Regions from separate parts of the Rattus norvegicus genome. Here region 2 is linked to region 1. Evidence: chromatin contacts called from public Hi-C data. All regions are on one chromosome and are shown on one strand. The core of a region is the stretch at or near the end of the contact, and the rest is flanking DNA. Distances in the headings are between cores, read along the strand shown.

Region 1 (3,815 bases), core at 937-3,436:
GTGGGGGATGGAGTGGGATAGGGGAGGTGCTCCCTGAAAGAAATTCTCTAAGAAAACTACTAGTGGGGATTCATAGCTTGGAATGTGGGATTTCTGTAGGAATCAAACAGATTAGGTGACTCACTGCTATTGCCTTTGTCTTAGTTTTCCTATCTGCAGAATGGGAATAGCAATAGTTTTATGTTGTTTTGTATGGAGGCAGGGTCTCATGCAGCTGAGACTGGTCTAGAACTCGTGTACATAGGAGTACAAGGTCATAGGATGACCTTGAACTCCTGTTTCTCCTGTGTCCACCTCTCCAGTGTTATGATTACAGGCATGTGCCACCCCACCAGTTCAAGAATAGCAGTATTATAGCTATCTGTGGATTGTGTGCCTGGATTAGGGCTTAGCACATTTGCAGAATTTGATAAATTGAGCTTTTTGCACTGTGGATATAATTCTTCCTTTTAATTGTTTGAGACATGGTTTCACAGCAGTCCAGAGTAGACTCGAACTTCCCAAATATACTTTGAAGCTAAGGGTGGCCTTGAATGCATGATCCTCTTATTTCTACCTCCCAGGCACTGGGATTTCAGGAGTAATAGTTTCTCTATTAAAAAGGAGGAAATAGCATCTTCATGTGAGCCAAAAGCCCCTTCTATCCAGAGAATTCTGAATCAGGTTCTCAGTTAAAGCTATGCTAGGAGAAAGTTGGTTGGCTCCTACTTGTAAAGTCAGCCAGCACTGTGGATGCTGGGGCAAGACATAGTGAGATCCTGTCTCAAAAACAAAACAAATAAAATAAAATAGGATTAAAAACACTTAAGTGACTGCTATTGGTTGGATTTAAGACCTCCGGGAGACAAGATGGAACCTGTACCTGGCACCATTATCAGAGCAAGGACTTGTGGCTAGATAGTTCATAACCCCCCACGGGTGGGGGACAGGGAGAACCTACTACTTTTATTCTGCTACATAGGCACAGCATTTAAATGACTTCAGTGTCTTATTTCTGTAGCTGTAGATTAGAGCGCTTCTCCGCCCTCATCGGTGAAGCCTCTTGAAGCAGGTGAGAGTTAACACAGACCCCTACAACTGATCAACAGAGAACAAAAGACTTCTAAGTGATCTTCACCAAATAGGGTCTATATCACACCTCTCCTACAAGGTTAAGTGACTGAGAGAGGGACTACCGAAAGACTAGAAGAGCCAGAGGCAGCAGATGACTAAAGGAAACTGTTTTCTGGACACAACAGGGAAGTTGCATGCGGTGAAATCACCTTGATTGTGACAGCTTACACAGGATGTTCAAGCTAGACAAAATTCCAGAGGCCCACTCCCAGCTAAGGAACTATTGGCACTAGATAGCTCCTAGGAGAGAAGAGGTCGTTTTCTTTTTAAGGATATGAAGACCTCTGGCAGGCCCCACACCTAACAGTGTTGCTCTTCTGGAGGACCTGGGTCCAGCTCCCATCACCTGAGTGATGACCTCAATACATCTCTAACTCCAGTCCAGGTGGCTCCTACGGCCTCTTCTGGCCTCCAGAGTGCATGGTGCACGCACATACAAAATGTCCATACACATAAATAAATGATAATGCAAATTTTTAAATTAAAAAAAAGTAACATTAACAAAACATCAAGTGCTGTAATGGTGGCAGAGCATAGGAAACCGACGAGAGGGACCTCCATGGCAGGTCAATCCACTCAATGCAGGGATAGGATCGCTACCCCAGCCCTCTCTCTTTAGCCTCCCGAGTTAAAAGGCCAGCTGAGCCGGGCATCTATTCTAGGAATCTGAAAGTTTGAAAAGGCAGGTGGAGGGTGCTGGGGGCGGGGGCGAGGGGCGAGGAGGCACCTGGGAGTTCCCTAAAGGGCTTCCACCAGTTCTGGCCACAAAGCATCAGGCCGCGGCTGGCAGCCTCACACAGCAATGGCTCAAGGTGGCGACGCTCGTCTCTATGGAGGGCACTTACCTACCCCAACTACCATCCAACCTCACGGGTCCTAGGACCGCCTGCAGTGACAGGCTGTGGCATAAGAGGACCGAGGAGGGAGGGCCCGCGGGTCCCCTTTTGCTCCGCCCCCAAGGCTTTGACAGCACTCCCCCAAGGTTGCTGGGGCATAAGAGGAACAGGAAGGGGAGGAGCTGTTTTGTGGCTGGCTGCTGAGCCATCAGTCAACCGCAACGAAGGGTAATCTGGTGTCTCCAGAGCTACTGGGGCCCCGAGGGCCAGCCAGGGCCTCGGCCTGCGGGGCCTGGAGGGGCGATCCAGTCCTGTCTACGAGCTTGGCAATGCCCCACCACGGAGCGTCATCCGGCCAGGGCCATCTCAGAGCCGGCTGGGAGCAGAGACTGGAGAGGTCCTTACCGGCACCCAAATTGGGACTCCTTTGGATGGGGCTGGGCTTGGCTCTGGTCCTGGCTCTGTTTGACTCCACGGTTCTCTGGGTTCCTGCCAGAGCTTATCCTCTTCCCTCCCAAGGCCATTCTGTCAAATTCAGTGCGGTAGCGCCGCAGCTCCAGAATGCCTTTGGGTGGAGGAACCTCACCTGCCCCGCCTGCAAAGTCTTATTTACTGCTCTCAACTATGGGCTGAAGGTGAGTGCTTGAAGGGCTGTGGTGGAATGCTCCGGGCAGGGGGAGGGGCACCGATAGGCTCTGGGGCCAATATATTATTCCTGGTGGAGGGTGCTTCCTATGCCTCCATGTTACCACCACCCCACTGTGACCTTTGTAAAGTAGGGAGAGTAAAGTCAGCTGGCTAGTCATGGGCTTGAAATGAGAGCACACCCTGAGCTAGAGTAGGTAGGTAGAGGCCTGGTGCTGAGCTGCCGGGCAGTAAGTGGGAGACACTGATGTCCCTTTATCATGGTGACAGAGTTCACCCTAGCCCTGATTTAGACATGGAAGCCTGTGGAGTGGTGGCGAGGGGTCACTTGTACTGTCTCTGACCTCTCATCATTGGTTCCTTCCTCCACAGAAGGAGCCCAATGTGGCACGAGTAGGCTCTGTGGCCATCAAGATGTGCAAGATGCTGAACATAGCGCCACTAAATGTGTGCCAGTCAGCTGTTCATCTCTTTGAGGACGATGTGGTGGACGTGTGGACACGCTCAGTTCTGAGCCCTTCAGAAGCTTGTGGCTTGCTTCTGGGCTCCTCTTGTGGGCACTGGGACATCTTTTCAACTTGGAACATCTCTTTGCCATCAGTGCCGAAGCCACCCCCAAAGCCACCGAGCCCACCAGCCCCAGGTGCCCCTGTCAGCCGTGTCCTCTTCCTTACTGACCTTCACTGGGACCATGACTACCTGGAGGGCACAGACCCTAACTGTGCAGATCCCCTCTGCTGCCGCAGGGGGTCTGGATGGCCGCCCAACTCACGGACAGGGGCTGGGTACTGGGGAGAGTACAGCAAGTGTGACCTGCCCCTGCGAACGCTAGAGAGCCTGTTGAAAGGGCTGGGCCCCGCCGGCCCTTTTGAAATGGTGTACTGGACAGGAGACATCCCTGCCCATGATGTCTGGCAACAGTCTCGACAAGATCAGCTAAGGGCCCTGAACACCATCACAGACCTCGTGTGGAAGTTCTTGGGCCCTGTACCGGTGTACCCTGCTGTGGGCAACCATGAGAGTACTCCTGTCAATGGCTTCCCTCCCCCCTTCATAAAGGGAAACCAGTCTTCACAATGGCTTTATGAAGCCATGGCCAAGGCATGGGAACCCTGGTTACCAGCTGACGCCCTTCACACCCTCAGGTACTTGCTGTCCATGGAAACCCAGGGAGAAAGAAGGGAACTGGGCAGACTGCTCAAGCCAGCAGCACTCTCTACT
Region 2 (3,815 bases), core at 733-3,232, 200 kb after region 1:
TACTTGTCCTAGAATTGTGAACTGCAGAGAGGGAGATGAGAAGGCATTTGAGGCTTGATCCCCTAAATTCAGAGGCACAGGAAGTCATCCTGGCTACTCCCTTGTCCTTAAGACAGAGTCTATAGCCTCTTACCATCCAGCCCATGGTGTGTGTGTGTGCGTACAAGAGAAAGACAGTGCCATCTACACAGTCAGTTCATACCCCTCCCCCCATTCACATATACTGGTACCTGTTTGGTCAACACTGTTCAGGGACTGGGTTGGGTGTAAATAAGAATATTCCTGGCATTTCCTCTTTCCTTTTTCTTCTCCAGCAGAGATCCCGCCAAGAGGAGGAGCTTGTCTGTGGCATGTTCTTTCCACTTCTTTCCCCTCAGAGTCACTGATAAATGGTGCCTGTTTTTGACACTTCCCTTTTCTTTTCTTCCCTACTTCCTTTGAGACATTGGCAAGTGAGGACCTTTGGAAGTGTCTCTTCTTCCTTCCTACCTCCTCCTCTTCCTCAGAGTCACTGCCAGGTAGGCTGGGGCATTGCTGGGAGAGAGATGCTGCTTCCAGGGCTCGTAATGTAGCCAAGAGATGGCGGCGCTTACGGCCCTGGAGGCAAACAAGGGATAAGAGTGTGTATGTGAGAATGGATGAGGCCTGAAGGCTATGAAAAGAGATGGACTTCAGCTACTGGTGGTCCTTCCCATCCAAAATTAGCACATTTGTTGTGAAGTCAGCCAAGTCCAGAACTTTCAGGCTGCAATTCCAACCTCTGGGAGGCAGGAGGGCAGACAATGTTCCCGTTCTACTTTTCTAAATGGGTAAAGGATTGCCAGTTGATTTCCTTAGAGGAATGTGCTAAGCACCCAAGCAACGGGACCAAGGTAAGACTGTGGCTATCTTTGCCTCTCACTGACAGCATTCTAGGGGCAGCAGAGGTTTTTTTTTTTTTTTTTTTTTTTGTTTGTTTGTTTGTTTTGAAACAGGACGGACAGTGTCACACATGTCTGTCTATTAAAGATATTCCTAACTGCAGTAGAAGGAACAGCCTGTTAGGAAGAAGCTGCACACAGACAAGCAGAAATGGACCACAGAAATGAATAGTACATCCTAGGCTGACTGAAGGTCAGGAACAGCTTAAGGGGATATAGAATTCCTCACATCTGATGAGACTCAAAGGAAAAGGCCTGTTTTCCGTGAAGTTGATTTGGGGTTCAAGTCCTACTGCTGGTCCTCAGCCAGACCCTTACCTTGGAGGTTCTAGATTCCCTGAGCCTCCTTTGAATAGTGATTCTGATACTTTCCCTGTCACCTGCCTTGATTCTGTCTAATATACACTGCAACTAAAAACCCTTTCAAGGTTTCGGATTCAGCTATGTAGTAAATGCTTGTCTACCATGCTGAAGCCCTGGAATCGAACCTCAGTATATAAAGTAATGCCAGGTGAGAGAAAACTTGGAGAAACCACTCCACTGCTAAAACTCCACTGATTTCTACCCTTAGTGTACAGAAAACTTACTAACTTTTCAAGCTCTGCGCTCCAAGCTCCTAATCCCGCATTCCTATTAGGACACACTGTGATACGGTGAGTTACTGCCCGGGAGCTTCTCAACATTTTTCTAAATCTCAGGTACGCTCTTCTCCACACCAACTTCTCACCAATTATGTTTTAAGGTCAGTTTTTTGGAGAGTTTCCGGATCTTCAGATCATGACTAACTCTCTCACCATCCTGATAAACGACAGCATTTCAGGCTCTCCCTCTACCCAACACGACCCCGGGAGGATCGACTTTGCCTCCTTAAAACTCTTCAAATAGCCCGGTGCAGGGCCGCTCACCTTGACTGGCGGGGCAGTCGCCGCCTGAACCTGTGTTGTCACGGGCCGGAGGCCAACGATGGCTGGGGCCGCCTCGACCCATTCGGGCTCCTCAAACATACCGGTGGCCGGCAGGGTTGGAGGAGTCTACGCTCTGGCCCACGTGTAGCGCGCGTCCGAGAATCCTAGGACTGGAGCCAGACCAAACTCGGCCGGAAGCCACCGAGAGAAATTCTGTGGTGGCTAGAGCGGCCCGCGCGGAGCAGAGCACCATCGAGTGTAACCGCTCCTGAGCTAGAGAGGCAGTAGGAGGTCGGAAGGGAGGGACCGCGGCCCGCGCTGGCTGGAGAGGGCCGGGCCGGGCCGGGCCGGGGCGGGGCCGGGCGGCGGGCGCGGCCGGACGGGAGTTCCCCGGAGAAGCCGCCTGCGACCCGAGTCCCGGTGAGTGCGGGTAGTTCCGCGCCCTGTTCCATGCTGGTCTTGCAAACCTGTCTCTGCGATCTCTACAGTAGCTCTGAGCCGGGGCCGCCGGGCAAGGACCCCTTTCCCCTCCCCCGGGTGTTTGCAGCTTTGGGCCCCTCCCCTCCCCCCAAGCCGTGTTCTAGGGCCGTGACTCGGAGCCCGCTGACGCCAACTCAGGAAACTAGCAAAGTCTACCCTATACCTCCAGATCCCCCTGCTCCTCGAGCCCAGGGGTCGTCCGCTGCCCGAAGCCCTTCACAGACAACCACTGTCCCTTTCGCGACGCTCCCCATCCCAGCACTGACACCTCTGTCCTGAGGGAACAGAGATAGAGTCATTCTCTTGTCTCTGTTCTCCCGCAGTTCCCCGAGACTTCCCCAGTCCCGGGGTCTCTGTGCCGGGACGCTGCTATGGACGACATTTTCACTCAGTGCCGGGAGGGCAACGCGGTGGCGGTGCGCTTGTGGCTGGACAACACAGAGAACGACCTAAATCAGGGGTGAGCTGAAGCATTGGCGAGTGAGAGGACTGCTAGAAGTCCGCTCTCCGCTACTTGGGGTGCTCATGTCGGGCGGAGACAGCTAACTTTGTTATCCAGTGTGATGAGGAGTATTAGAAAGCAAAGTCTGTTGATGGAGGAGGGTTTACAGAGAGGAAGCTGTGTCTGGGTTTTTTGTTTTTACTAAGTTTCACAATCGGTTCCCGAGGACTTTGCAGCCTCTGTGAACTCATGTCAAAGGCAGACCAGAGTGCCAGAAAATTGGAATTACATGTGGTTGGAGGATGAGTTTCTGCGCCCTAGAGCATTGGATAGAAGTGGAAAAGGACATTAGAGATCTAAAGTTCTGAAGCTGTGTAGTGATGAGACTACCCATTTGTCAGGTGTCACCGTGGATGCAATTGCCTTAAAGTGATGTTTTGGATACAAGAATTGAGACAGGGTTAGTGGTGAGAGCCCTAAAGTCATAAGAATGAAGTAGTTGAGTTGGTATGGGAAGTGAAGGAGGAAGTCAAAGATGACCTGGGGTTTAGGTTTGGGAACTTGGACACTTGGCAGTTGCCGATGCTCCATTTTGGACTGACTACAGTTTGGTGACACTACAATAACTTGGAAATGCTTGACAGGTTGTTGTTCGTGCAGATTTTAAGTTCGAGAGAGGTCTGATTGGGATACCAAGATACCATAAATTAGCGTTTAAATGATACCTGAAGATTCTATAAGGTGAAAAATAGTACCTCAGAAGAGGAGTAAAATAAAGGCAGAGGTCGAGAAGGCTGGCTGACTGACAGGGAACAACCATCTGAAGGAGAAATAAGAAATGGACTAAGATTAGAGAATGGATGTTTTAATGGAAGAAGAGTGGTTAATTATAGGCCACTGAGAAGTTAAAGAACATAAGTGAGCATTTTAAGTCTTCATTTAGTTTCCATTTAGGATGTATTTGGTCTTTGAATGGTATTGCAGAAAGTAACAGGAAACTGCATTACACTGGGTTCCTTCAAATAAGAACTCCTTGAGGGATTGGGAATGTAGCTCAGTGGTAGAGCA

The links. Hi-C and Micro-C count contacts between places; a contact is called where the count stands out from the background.
Region 2: a contact with region 1 is called in a Hi-C map of liver, with 4 times the contacts expected there. The contact joins the promoter of Rrp8 here to the promoter of Smpd1 in region 1. A contact is called at or near these places in 5 of 12 Hi-C or Micro-C datasets (the A7r5 cell line, Schwann cells, frontal cortex and 2 more).

What each region holds. Positions count from the first base shown.
Region 1 is chr1:169,302,586-169,306,400 of GRCr8, forward strand. It overlaps Smpd1 (sphingomyelin phosphodiesterase 1), which reads left to right and starts at 2,187. Exons shown (of 6, transcript NM_001006997.1): 1 at 2,187-2,584; 2 at 2,967-3,739. The coding sequence starts at 2,279.
Region 2 is chr1:169,498,491-169,502,305 of GRCr8, forward strand. Rrp8 (ribosomal RNA processing 8) reads right to left here and starts at 1,983. Exons shown (of 7, transcript NM_001008346.1): 1 at 1,826-1,983; 2 at 231-597; 3 at 1-21. The coding sequence starts at 1,924. It overlaps Ilk (integrin-linked kinase), which reads left to right and starts at 2,231. Exons shown (of 13, transcript NM_133409.2): 1 at 2,231-2,245; 2 at 2,629-2,765. The coding sequence starts at 2,677.